Regions from separate parts of the Mus musculus genome. Here region 1 is linked to region 2. A link is a contact called in public Hi-C data. All regions are on one chromosome and are shown on one strand. The core of a region is the stretch at or near the end of the contact, and the rest is flanking DNA. Distances in the headings are between cores, read along the strand shown. Region 1 overlaps Nprl3 (nitrogen permease regulator-like 3). Region 2 has its middle 14 kb from the start of Gm12108.

Region 1 (6,375 bases), core at 2,700-5,199, 150 kb before region 2:
AGCAGCTAGCCCAGGATGCCGATCTGGCCTTGCTGCAGGTAGGCCTGGGCACTTGGAGGAGTGGGAACAAGAGGCCTCTAGGTACATTTAGGGAGGCAGCCTATGGGGGATCAGGAAAGCAGACTGCCTGCCATGCTGAGTCCCTAATGTCTAGCAGACAAATAGATACTACACGTCCTGCCACAGATGAGGGTAAGGAGGCTTGGGGTTCTGGTATCTGGTCACACTTAGAGCCACGGGACTGATGTCTTTCTCTGTTAAGCAGAGGTGAGGCAAGCCTTGGGAGAAAGGAGAGAAGTGTCTCCAGCAAAGGCCTGGAGAGCAGCTTGGGAAGTAGTAGTGCATGGTGGATCTTCCAGCTCAGCACAGGCTCACACTGGCCTATGAGCAAGCATGTGGGAAGTGAGAGCGAGGACTTGAGTGGTAATTTAACCTACTGTGTGGCTTCTATTTTTTGCACATTTTCCTACCTCTCCTTTAAAAAATTTTTTTCTTTAAAGATTTATTTATTTTATGTATGTGAACACACTGTCATTGTCTTCAGATGCACCAGAAGAGGACATTGGATCCCTTTACAGATGGTTTTGAGCTATCATGTGTTTGCTGGGAATTGAACTCAGGACCTCTGGAAGAGCAGTCAGTGCTCTTAACCACTGAGCCATCTCTCCAGCCCCCTTGTTTTCGTTTTTACTAAAATACATGTCTTTAATGATGAGACATGCAGAGATGCAGCCTTGTTTTGGAGGACAACTAAGTCCAATCAGATGTTCAGAGCAAACCTTCCCTGCAGGACTGCGGGTTTGCCTCTTTCCATCTCTGATGCCATGGGGCTAGGATCCAAGTGAGGTACGCTCCACATGGGTCCCTTTTGTTCTGCTCCTTCTCCCCTTTTATCCAACCCAGCCCTGGAGTCATCAAGATACCCTCATTCTTGTGGCGGAAGACATGTGGCAGAGCTGGAGAGACAGCCCCTTGGCAAGTGTGTGTGGCAGCCCTTTGGGCTCAGAGAGAAGGCCTGTAGCTGAAGTGTAGAGGAGGAAAAGCACAGAAGAAGCTGGATTCAGGGGCCTGGAGTGTAGACTGGGTCACCTGTGCCAGGGCTGTGGGTGCAGGACCCAGGGAATGAATGCCAGTATCCTCACCTGGTAGTGCTATGCACCCTGAGGCCACCAGAGGGTAGCAGAGGCCTACCCAGGACCTCAGTTTGCTCAAAGGCCAGCCTTCTCAGTAGAATGAAGCGGCCACAGCTCTGACACCTCTCAGGTCCCTCTGGCTAGGCCTCCTGGCTCTGTGTGGGGCTGAGAAATGGGTTGGCATCACTGGAGGTTTTTGCTTTGTGGGCCCATTGGGCTGCTTTTTCCAAAACCCTTTCTCTTTTCAGGATAAGTTTATCCCTTCTCTATCTCTGACTCTTCATAGGCTCTGTGAGAGCACCTAGCATATGCTGCCTGTGTAGTTCAACTTGGCATCCTAAGCTGGACAAGATTCAGCAAGGAGCTCATTGTGCTTCCCTCTAGTATCAAACACAGAGGTTTGAATGTGCTCACTGTCCCTGAACGCCCGCAGAGAGGGGCGGTGCTGCTGTTCTGAGGAGTCTGGGCTGCTATTTTCACTTCCTACCCCACGTCTAGAAAGGCTTTACTAAGAGGCTGTTTGAAGGAATCTGTGCTAGGACTGTGCCTGACTTCACTGTCACAGTCCTTTGATAAAGCTTTGATGTCTCTTCCATTTCCTTGTCTAGGTCTTGACTGGGATCAGGGAGGAGGGTGTTTCCTTCCGAACTAACTCCCTGCTGAACCTGATTTAAATCAGAGTTTACTGCTGGCATGCCCGTGTGAAACCCTGTGAGGTCTCACCCTGGCCATTCTCTGCAACTCACCTCACTATTTTCTGTGACTGCTGTTTCCTGTAGATGTCTCTGGGGAGCAGTGATCCTAGGGTGGGGCTGAACCTTTGGGGAACACCTGCCTCAGGAGTGAATGTCACACATGATACAAGGCCACTTTGATGGGCCTTGTGGCCCACTTGTGTGATCTAAGCCCTCAGATGCTAATGGAGAAAGATTTTTTTGTTTGTTTGTTTGTTTGAGACAGGATTGCTCTGTAGCCCTGGTTGTCCTGGAACTTGCTATGGTATCTTGTGTATTTCCTGGTATCTGAGACCTCAGGAGAACAGAATGGGAGGATGGTCTCTGGGGAAAGCAGGGTGCATAGGGGCCTTTGAGTATGCAGGGTCAGGTAGGATGAGACTCCATATTTTATGACTTTGGAGTATGGTGCTGGTGTCTGTGGACAAGAGAATGCTGTGCTTCTGCTGGAGCCGTCCAGCCCATGCTCCAAGCACTCCAGTGTCCCTGTGTTCATGTGCCTACTGCCTAGCAAAACCGTGGTCTCCAAGTTTAGTCCTTCGATCTCTCCTTGGTCTGCAGGTCTTCCAGTTGGCAGCTCACCTGGTATACTGGGGCAAGGCTGTCATCATCTACCCACTGTGTGAGAACAACGTCTATGTCATGTCTCCCAATGCCAGTGTGTGTCTGTAAGTACCAGTGGCTGCCAAAAATCTGGAATCTGGAGCTAGAAAAGCCCAGCAGGACCTTTTAATGGCGAATGGCGCCCCCAGTGGCCAGGCCTCAGTGGCTTTGAATCCATGAGGCCAGATCTCACTATATCCTGATGCTGCCTGCCCATATCGTGCTCAGATGCAGATCACAGTCTGGTTTGGTGTTGCCCATGGTACAGCCATCTCTCCTTGGCTGAAATCAGAGGGGTTCTGTGGTTCCTGCCACGTCTTAAGGGACAGTATAATTCTGCCATCTGAAGGCCTGTTGCATCACCATACTATATTCTGTTGTCATTATGCTCACCCAGATGGTTGCTGTGAGTATGGGAAGGGCACTGACCATGGCTGTCTGCCCCAGGTACTCCCCGCTAGCTGAACAGTTCTCCCGGCAGTTCCCGTCCCATGACCTGCCATCTGTCCTGGCCAAGTTTTCCTTGCCTGTTTCTTTATCGGAGTTCAGGAGCCCTCTGGCTCCCCCTGCACAGGAGGTGAGTCATTAGAGCCCCTGTGTAGCTTACAAGGTAGACTGGGTATAACTGCCTGCCTAGTGGCCCCTGATTCAAAGGCTCTTAGCATTGTTTACCTTTGTGCCATGGTTTGGGGGATTTACTAGCAAGCACTGCAGGCTTCCTCACCATGGGCATCCTTAGGACTAGGACTGGGACTGGTTTATGTTTGTCAGAAGGGCATTAGCTTTTCCTGGGCTGGCAGGATTCCCTGTGCTGCCTCTGGGGCAGGGGCTTCTCACAGGTGGAGGTACCGACAGCTTTGCTCTCACTAAGCCTGGGCCCTGTTTTCCAAGGCAGTTCAGTTCCTGTATCCCTTCCCCTGGGGGCTTAGGAACCATGGGATCTTTGTGTGGAATCCTATGTTGCTGGGCCTAGAGTCCTTTTCCTAAGAAGACCTACAGTGTCAGGCTAGGGTTGAGTCTTGGATGGGGGCCCTGAGTCAGGACAAAGGCTGGTGGCAATTAGAGGCTGGTTGTGGTGGGGGTGCTTCTCAAGGTGTGGGGGATGAATTTGCAGTGGGCTGTCAGTCACTTCTCACTGCCCCATGCTCAAGAGATGGTGAGATGGTGACTTGGAGTCAGAGCAGCTTTGCCCCTTCCCTGTGTTAAGTGCTTTGAGCTCCGAGGGAAGCTAGGGAAAGAGCACAGGTGTCAGAGACAAGCTGGGTGACCTCCATGGTTTATCTTCAAAAGCAAAGTATTTGCTTTAATAGCTGCCAGATACACTGGGCAAAACCAGTCCTCAAAATCAAATACTTCCCCTTCTCAAATTGTGAATGGGAATAAGATCCTGGGTTTTTAGCTCATTTACATGCTGAGTGTGCCAGAGTTCTAAAGCTGCCTTTCACTGAGCCCTTCGTTTCCAGGAAGGGAGCCAGGAAGATGAAAGATGCACTTTGCCTCTGCACCTCCCTCCTCTCCCCCAGGCAGCTCTCTGGGGGGGAGGGCTTGGCAGTGCTCCCATCCCAGCAGAAACTTCCCAGTTGTCTGGATAACGGCTGATCTTCCAGGCCGTGTCTGAGCAGCTGCTTCAGGCCTTGTCAGGGGCCTGGGATAGAGCTGTTTGGTTTGCCACATCCCAGAGACATACTGTCTAATGCTTATAATGCTTTTGTGTTTTATTTTTTACATTTTGTGTTACAATACCTTCAATTCTTTAGAATTCTATTTGGTTTTGACCATGATTAGTATGTATAACTTCCTCCCCAGTAACCCAGCCCCCTTCCATGAGTGACCTGGGCAGCAGCTTTTCTGGGCCTCTCAAAGATGTGAGCACTGGTTCTGTGTTCACACACCTTGCTGCTTGGTGTCTGTGCCTGAGAGATACTTAAACATTGGTGCTGGGTACTACCTGGCACTGGGCTCCATTGCTGTGGCCCAATGCTCATAAGGAAGAGCCATTGGCTTCATGTAGTAACAGCAGGTCCCCTTCCTGTTTCCAGTTGGAATCACCTGTCTTCTTGAAGTAAACTCTGAGGTAGAGCCAAGGACTCACATGACAGTTTCCTCTCTGAACTCTGTGTGGGCTTGCCTAGCAGTGGACTGTCTGACAGCAGCAGGTCTTAGTGGCAAGGACAGATCTGGCTCTAGGGAAAGTTGGCTCAGAGAAGGGAGGAAACCCAGGCGTGTGTTGGGAGTTCTGGCCCTACTGTTTTCCCTGGGGTATGCTGACCTTGCAGAGCTACCCAGCAGTTGAGGGTCCCTTCTTCCTAACAGGAGGCCTTCCCGTTTAGGTACTGGGGCTGCTAAGGACCATGTCTCTCTTATTCCCCAGGAATAGGAATCTGTTCTTAAGGCTTGAGTCAGGGAACCAGCCCATCTGCTGACTTACTTTGCTCACTCACAGACCCAGCTCATCCAGATGGTGGTGTGGATGCTGCAGCGCCGGCTCCTCATCCAGCTGCATACCTATGTTTGCCTAATGGCCTCACCCAGCGAAGAGGAGCCCCGACTGCGAGAGGATGATGTCCCCTTCACAGCCAGAGTTGGTGGCCGCAGCCTCAGCACACCCAATGCTCTAAGCTTTGGCTCCCCAAGTAGGATCCCCTTCCAGGACATCTGTCTGGTAATGGGGGGCTGGGAGACTTTGGTGGTGACATCCAAGAAGCCTGGGTACTGTTGGAATAAGAGGTGTTTTTACATGTCTATACTCACCTGCCTGTCCCTCCTGTCTCCCCTGTACTGCCATGGGTCTGAGGGGGAGGCTCCTTCCCTGAGCAGCTAGCTGTAGTCAGGAGCATCTTTTGCCCACCGCAGCGCAGCTGGACTCTTCCACTGCAGCCTGGGCTCAGAGCAGGGCCTCATATTGTCATCCCAGAGACCACAACTGTCTGGTGTTGGGGGCCATATACCTTGACCTGTTTAGTGCTAGCCCATGTTGGCTGAGGTGGAACAAGACACCTATTCCTGCTGTGAGGTGTGATGGGTGTGCAGTATGCTTTCATTCTGGGTCCTTGAAGCTACTCTTATAGGGTAGCTCCTTGCATTCCAGATTAGCCACACAGTAGGCACTTGGTGGTGGGTTGGCAATGAGTTCATGCATGAGGACAGATTGTACAGTTGGGCACCAGCAGGAGAATGTGGCAGTGGTCCCAGGCTCTGGATGCTGGCAGTGCCTTTGGTGCTCCCATCTTTGTACACTGGAATCCAGCTGGCCTATCCCAACCCACAGCCAGCAGTGACGACATGACCCTTACCAGCCCCAGTATGGACAACTCAAGTGCTGAGCTGCTCCCCAGTGGGGACTCACCACTGAACAAGAGGATGACAGAGAACCTGCTGGCTAGCCTCTCAGAGCATGAGCGGGCTGCTATCCTCAATGTGCCTGCAGCCCAAAACCCTGAGGACCTCCGCATGTTTGCCAGGTAGGGAGCAGATGACTGAGTGGGAAAGGGGGGGGATTGTGCATGGGAGCACTGGTAACCCTCCCACAGCTCCAGGGAAGTGGTGGGTCTCTCCCAGGGTTAGTGTGTGGCACAGCAGGAGCTCTGTCCTGTGTAGGGATGGAGGCTCTGGTACAGCCCCTCGGTCTAGTGGGCGCTTACTCAGTCAGTACTTCTGGATGTTCCATGTCACTGCTCTCAAGTTCCGACGACAGACTTGGTTCGGCAGGACTATGTCCTGATTGTTGGCCCTGGGGGGAAACTAGGGCCCTGTGCCATAGCAGCTTGATGCCTGTCATGTCCGTCCTGCCTTAGGTGATGGAAGGGCATGTTGTTATGAGAGAGGTCAGGTTGTCCTTCTGTTTGAAGAAACACTGCAGTCTGTTGGAGGACTTTGCAGCTCTAAGTGCTAAGTGCTGATCCAGG
Region 2 (6,267 bases), core at 1,078-3,577:
CTGACGGGTCACAAACATGGTCTTTGCCAGAGGTGTCAATGGGAATATGTCACCAAAGAACTGGCTTCTTCAGAACCAAGGAGATATATTCAAAACAGTTTAAAAAATATTAAAGTGATTTTTTTTGTCCGTGTAAATATGTCTGGTGTAGTAAATGATGGGACCTGGATATTGTAAGTTGAAGAGAGAGACTCATAAGATAAATAGACAATGGCATGATAGCAACCCCAAACTCATGTTTAGTGAAGTGTCATTTTAAAGCTTGTGCAGAAATTCAGGCACAAAACCTTTAAAAGGGGACCATGGTGTGCATTGCATCAAGACTGAACTTCATAAAAGCTTTATGAAGGTTGAAATCATCTCCTGCCCAGGACTACGCCACAGTCAGGTCATGTTGACTATGGTGACATTTGCTCTTCAGAGTTAGGATGATGCAGTGGAGGCCCAGTGTTGGAAAGATCTTATAATTTGTGACAGGCTATGGAGTCATTTATGGTTTCAAAACCAAAATCTGTCCAGAACTTGACAATGAAAATCAGCTTACAGATTTAACATTTTTAGTGGATCTAACTGCTTATTTACATGAATTTAACATTTGTCTTTAAGGTGACAAACAAATTACCAACACAGTATTTCAAATCATAACAGCCCCCAAAGAGAATGAATGAAAATACCACAAGGATGAAAGGAATTTATGAATTTTAGCAAATCGTCTAAACCCTGAACAGCAAAAAATATGTAGCCCTTCCTAATTTGATGCAAGATCTTCAAAACAGATTTGAAGATTTCTGGGGAAATAATTGTCCTGATATTTCTGTGACATTGTTTTCTGTCAGCCTCAGTAGCCATCTGTCAGTTTTCTGATGGGAGTCATAGAATCTGATGTTTGGCTTAAAGGAGAACTTGACTTGGACTGCCATAGACTTTACCGATAGCCCCTCTTTACAATTACACTTCTTTCATGCCCGTTTTAGGAGTGCTTACATAAACTAGAATGTTTGATGTGCCCTTGACAGCTCCCTGAGTATTGCAACAGCTTCCTCACACCAGATACTGACACACAAGTATCTCAAATACAATGTCAAACATCCCATTAGGGTTTGTGTTTTTTTAAACATTAAAATTTATTTATTTATTTATGGAGATGTGGGGGAGGTCTCTTTATGTAGTCCTGCTGACCTGGAACTTGGTAAATAGACCAGGCTGGCCTCAAACTCAGAGAGATCTTCCTGCCTCTGCCTCCTAAGTGCTGGAATTAAAAGTGTGTGGCGCTATGCCTGGCTCTCGCACTAGTCTTATCTTGACCTCAGAGCAGGACAGAAGAGCCAGGAAACTTGGGCTTGGATCTCACAAGTTGGGACACCTTGGGTAAGCTCCTTCCTGTCTTTGTATCTCAAGCACCTCACCTATAAAATAGGCTAATGGCAAGAGAGAGTGTCCCCAGCATACTTGGCCCATAATAGAGGAAGATCAGATATCAAAGAAGTGTTCACCTCAAGTGTCAGATCAAAGGTCCCAGGAGGCATTCATAAACTAAACGTCTACTTCTCAGACATTCACCCAGGAGGGATCTATTGTGTTTCCCCTATCTGCCAGGCTGGGACAGTGTAATATGGTGAAGCAGGGTTGAACTTCATGGACAGAGGAGTTAGTTATGCGAATGGGCAGAAAGAAATTCAAAAGCCGGGAGGTTCACAGAGGGCTGCGGTGGGCGGCAGTGGGGTGGGTGTTGACTGAAGCCTGGAGGGGAGTGGGGGACCTGTGATGAGGACAGCAAGAGCAGGACACTTAGAGAAAAGGCAGCAGATGCAGAATGAGGGAGAAGCAGTGTGAACGAAGGTGTAAACAACCCTCTGGGGTCCCATAGCACTGAGTCTCATATAGGACGGTCTAGCCTACTCACACAGACAGTGGGCTGCGGCAGGAACACATGATCTGGTTTACGTTTAAAGCATTGCAATGGACAATGGGTGAAGCAGGGAGGACATCAAAGCCCAGCTTCCCCTCCTCTCTGAAGTCACATGCATGTAGATTTATTCCTTGGCACCACAACCACTTTCCTCCCTACATCCTGAGGTTGTTATTGGTAAAACAACAGTCATCAGGAGCATGCACCTTGGGGCTGTTATGGAATGAGTGGCCTCTTTGTCCCACCACACAAACATTGTACCCTGGTACTGACATCATCTCATCTCATTTTTACAGCCATTTCCAAGTCAACACTATCAGCAGCTTCAGAATAGGCAGCCAATGAAACCAAGGCCTCCTAGGATTAGTGCCGTAGCCCAGTTGCCTAGCAACAACACCCACATCTGCATCACTGCAGAGCCAGACTACAGCAGGCATTAAAACAAAGGCAGAAAGGAGTTACAGCCAGTCTCTGGGAGTGGGGCTTTCCTGCAGGCATCGATCAGATATATCCAACATTTAGTTCTAGAGGGGGCCCAGTCCCCAGCTCCTCAGTGGGACCTAGATTCCTCACAATTCCTTTAGGTCCAAGAAGGGTTGACTGGGCATGTATTAGGTACTCACAGTTTTCAGGACGCTGCTGATTCCCAGTTTACAGCCAGGACTGATGATGCTCAGGGAGATTAATATTCAAAGTTCAAATCCATTCACAGATGAGGAAGTAGATGCCCAGAGGGCAAGAGCTATGCCCAAGATCCCTTGGGATACCCAGTGGAGACAGGGCATAAACTAGCTCTACCTGATACAAAAGCTACTTCAAAGAGAAACTTCTATAACAAACACTCTGTCTTTCTCTCTATCTCAGGCACATCCATAAAGTAAGTGTTGGTTGTGGCAGGAGTTGAGCATATGCCCCGAAGCCACAAGCCCTGGTTTTTGGAGAAGACATATTTTTTCTCTGCATTTCAGAGCCTTGGAGCCTTGGGGAGATTTCAAGAGGACCAGCTTTGCTCAGAATACTGACATATTGTGGCAACCGGATGATGCCAGTTCTACTGCCACCCATATCTGTACCGAGGCCTCTAGGCCTGAGCAAAGTCAAAGGCCTGGTGTGAGAGAAGCCCCTCAGAGTCATTTCTGAGTAACTCCAGGATTTGCCCCACTGAGTCTCCAAGGCCCAGAGCACAGGGAAGCAGACCTTATTTAAACAGATCTGTTTGGCCAATACCAGCTTCTCCAGCCTGGAGGCAGCTGTCTGTGGCTGGGAGCCAAACAGTAGCCCCTCAGAGGGTTACCACAGCCTAGTTTCTGTAGCTCTTTGTCCTGGGTCCCTTCAGTGCAGTGACAGTCTGTACAGATGTTAGGTCTAGCCCTGAGTGTGGCTGAGAGTGTCAGGTCAAGGGGCCATATCAAGCCAGGAGACCCAGGAGAAATACCTGGGCATGTGTTTGATATTGTAAGGCAGTATGCAGACAGAGGGCCTAGGTAAGCTGGAAGGACTGTGATCCCATGAGTGCAGAGCTGAAGTGGGGACCACAGAGGCTGCAGATCCTGCCTCCCATCCCATAATCTTTATTCTCTTTCTTTGTACATCTACTGCTTGAGAACTTGGCACCTCCTCACAGAGCCATTTCTGGAACTCAGATTCTGGAATTGGAACCCAAAATGACAGATCAACTTTGGGACCCTGACCAGCCTTTCAGGGCCACAGGTCCCAGCCACCTTTTCCAGGAACCGCTCAAGGTCTCGCGGAGCCTCAGAGGCTCAAGTGCAATCGCTGTCTGGGGATGTGCTTTTGAAGGTGAGGGTTATTTTTGTCCTAACTACCGTTGTTAGGAAGATGTCACAGCAATTGTTCAGAAGTTTTCCTTGGTATCTATCCCACGTTCGCTCCCCATTGGGGCCTACACACTGGGTCTCTCTGCTTGTGAGAGAACTGCGTTGGCCGTGGTGAGAGCACTCAGCATTTTCAGCTTTATGAAGACTCAGATCCAGTGTGGAAACGTCATTTGGAGATGCATGTCCCAAGGACGGCACCCTTGAAGGCAGGTCTAACCTCTCTCCACTTGCTACCTCTTTAGGTTGAAAAAAATTTTCTGCATGACCCCAGATGTACGTAGAGAGGCATATAAAATAGAAATACAAAGTAGGTATAAAACTGGAGAGTTGGTTTAGCAGATGAGAACATTTCTTATTCTTGCCAGAGGAATATTTGAATATTTGATTCCCAGAACCCATATTCAGCTCACTGTCATCTGTAACCTCAATCCCAGAGGATCCAACATCTTCTTACCTCCAAGGCACCGGGCATGCGTGTGGAGCACAAACATACAGGAAGGCAAAACGTAAAAAAAATAAATTAATGAAATAAAAATGTAAAAGGTATAAAATAGTGAATCAAACATTTATTGATGATATGGCATAGAGAAATTATTTTTAAACACTAGTGTGACACACATATTTTTGCCGTTTATTAAGATGAAATCAAACTTACATACTAGTGAGATGGATGTACATGCTTATTTTTACATGAAGAATTAAATCTTCGTACACCAAAAGGTGTAGCATCTTCAGTGGCTTTCAGAGATGACTGATCTGTGGCCCAGCATGGTAACCCGCCCTTCAAAATCAAGAGGGCCCATCTCTTCTTAAGGTTTTTTTCACAAAACAAGGAAAAAAAAAGGAAGAAAGCTGCTGGGTGCAAGGAAACCATGGGAGGTGGGACACATGTCTGTCACCTCAACAGATGAGGGGGAACCTGCCATGTGCACCAACTCCTTGCACAGGAATTGCACGCAACCCCATGTGGATGTCAGCAGTACAGGTACCCGGGACACCCTTTCTATTGAAACCAGCTTCGCCTTTTGTTTTCCGGTGAGATGTCCTAGGAAACTAGTGAATTCCCCCACCCTCCTGGTTCCCATATTAGTTTTTGTCTGTCCCATTGTTTCCCTCGCCCTCCCTGGAGTCCTGCCTACCTCAGGAGATCAATATGGGAGCCCAAAGCTGCCTTGCTTTGCACTTCCAACCTTGGAAGTCCTGAATGTTTGGGAAGGGAATCTGCTCCAGCACAGCAGAAAGGCTTAGGAGGAAGCCGGGCAGCTGTACAGCCCAGAAGTGCTCTCCTCTGTAGCTTCAGTCCCAGGTTAAGGGAGGAGTCCCCTAGACAGGGAGAAATGGGGAACGAGGATTGAAGAAGAGGGGGATCAATATGCTTTAGTCACATCTGGTCTGCACAGGAAGTGCACGGTATTAATCTCTCCCATATTGTGGTTCCTGGCAGAAAACACAGGGCCCCTGGGGCACAGCCAAGGGTTAGGGCATCATGTTCTCTTTGGTTTCTTTTGCCCTATATTCTGGTTAGGTTTTATTGTCAATGTGTAGAGTCACTTGGGAAGAGGGAACCACAAATGAAGAATTGCCTTGATCAGATTGGCCTGTAGGTTACTTGATTGCTAATTAAGGTTGAAGGGCTCAGTCCACTGTGGGTGGTACTATCCCCAAGGCCAGTGGTCCCCAGCTGGGTAAAAAAGCTGGTTGAACATGAACCAGTGAAAAGGCAAGGAGGCAGCACGTCTTCATGGTTTCTGATTCAGCTCCTAATTGAGCTGCCTTGACTTCCTCAGTGATAGACCTGGACCTAGAAATGCAAGCTAAGTAAATCCTCTCCTTAGCTAAGTTTCTTTTGGTCTTGGAGTTTGTCCTAGCAAAAGTGACCCAGGTGGGCACCTTACCAAGGCTTAACACAACGGAGGAAGGGGCTTTAGCTTTTTGCAATGTGGGGTAAACTTGGATGACTTTTGACTATTTAGGGAACATTGTCTTTACTATGTCAGGCAGTGAGTGAATCTGTCCTCTGCTCCAGAAGTAGATGCCATCTTTATCTTCCAGGGTTGTTATTCACAGACCCTGGAATGAAGGCTGTAAGTGCCTTCTCTGGAATGAAGGCTCTTAGTGCCTATTCTCACAAGACATGCAGAAATGGGGAGAGCCCATGAAGGAACCTTCTAACAGTAATTCTCAGCTAAGCAGTGACCCAAGGCCCCAGGGTCTTTGCCCATTAAGTATATCACCCTACTCTGGTTCTTAGAATTTTCTCCATTGAGCTGGAGGATACAGAGACTAAAACATCAGAAGGAGGAGTTTTTCCATGGCTTTGGCCTCCAGCTGTGTGCCTGTTTGCTACTAGCCAGAGTCCTGTCACAAAGCACTCCTGTTCATCGGGAATACCAGGAACTGTGATCTGACTGTGTGCCCAATCAGAGACGTGGGTGCTTTGCTGAATCACCAGGAAGACTCTGCCAAGATGCTTTGATTCTAAGCTAAATTCCACAAGATGCTTCAAGGATTTCTGGGAGT

Evidence for each region. Hi-C and Micro-C count contacts between places; a contact is called where the count stands out from the background.
Region 1: a Hi-C map of cortical neurons shows a contact between it and region 2, with 2.0 times the contacts expected there. The contact joins two enhancer-like sites. A contact is called at or near these places in 1 of 484 Hi-C or Micro-C datasets (cortical neurons) and 2 of 9 other capture datasets (adipose tissue and pancreatic islet).

The regions. Positions count from the first base shown.
Region 1 is chr11:32,233,460-32,239,834 of GRCm38.p6, reverse strand. It overlaps Nprl3 (nitrogen permease regulator-like 3), which reads left to right. Exons shown (of 13, transcript NM_181569.3): 8 at 1-38; 9 at 2,429-2,535; 10 at 2,918-3,047; 11 at 4,914-5,103; 12 at 5,739-5,931. Among named protein-coding and RNA genes, the nearest start is that of Mpg, 10 kb to the right of the region's middle. Within about 2 kb of position 3,949, at least 72 of the 459 cell types and tissues checked have an H3K27ac peak or open chromatin away from gene starts, as enhancers often do. A contact at or near this core is called in cortical neurons, where this site is marked.
Region 2 is chr11:32,083,626-32,089,892 of GRCm38.p6, reverse strand. No RefSeq gene overlaps it. Among named protein-coding and RNA genes, the nearest start is that of Gm12108, 14 kb to the left of the region's middle. Within about 2 kb of position 2,327, at least 100 of the 459 cell types and tissues checked have an H3K27ac peak or open chromatin away from gene starts, as enhancers often do. A contact at or near this core is called in cortical neurons, where this site is marked.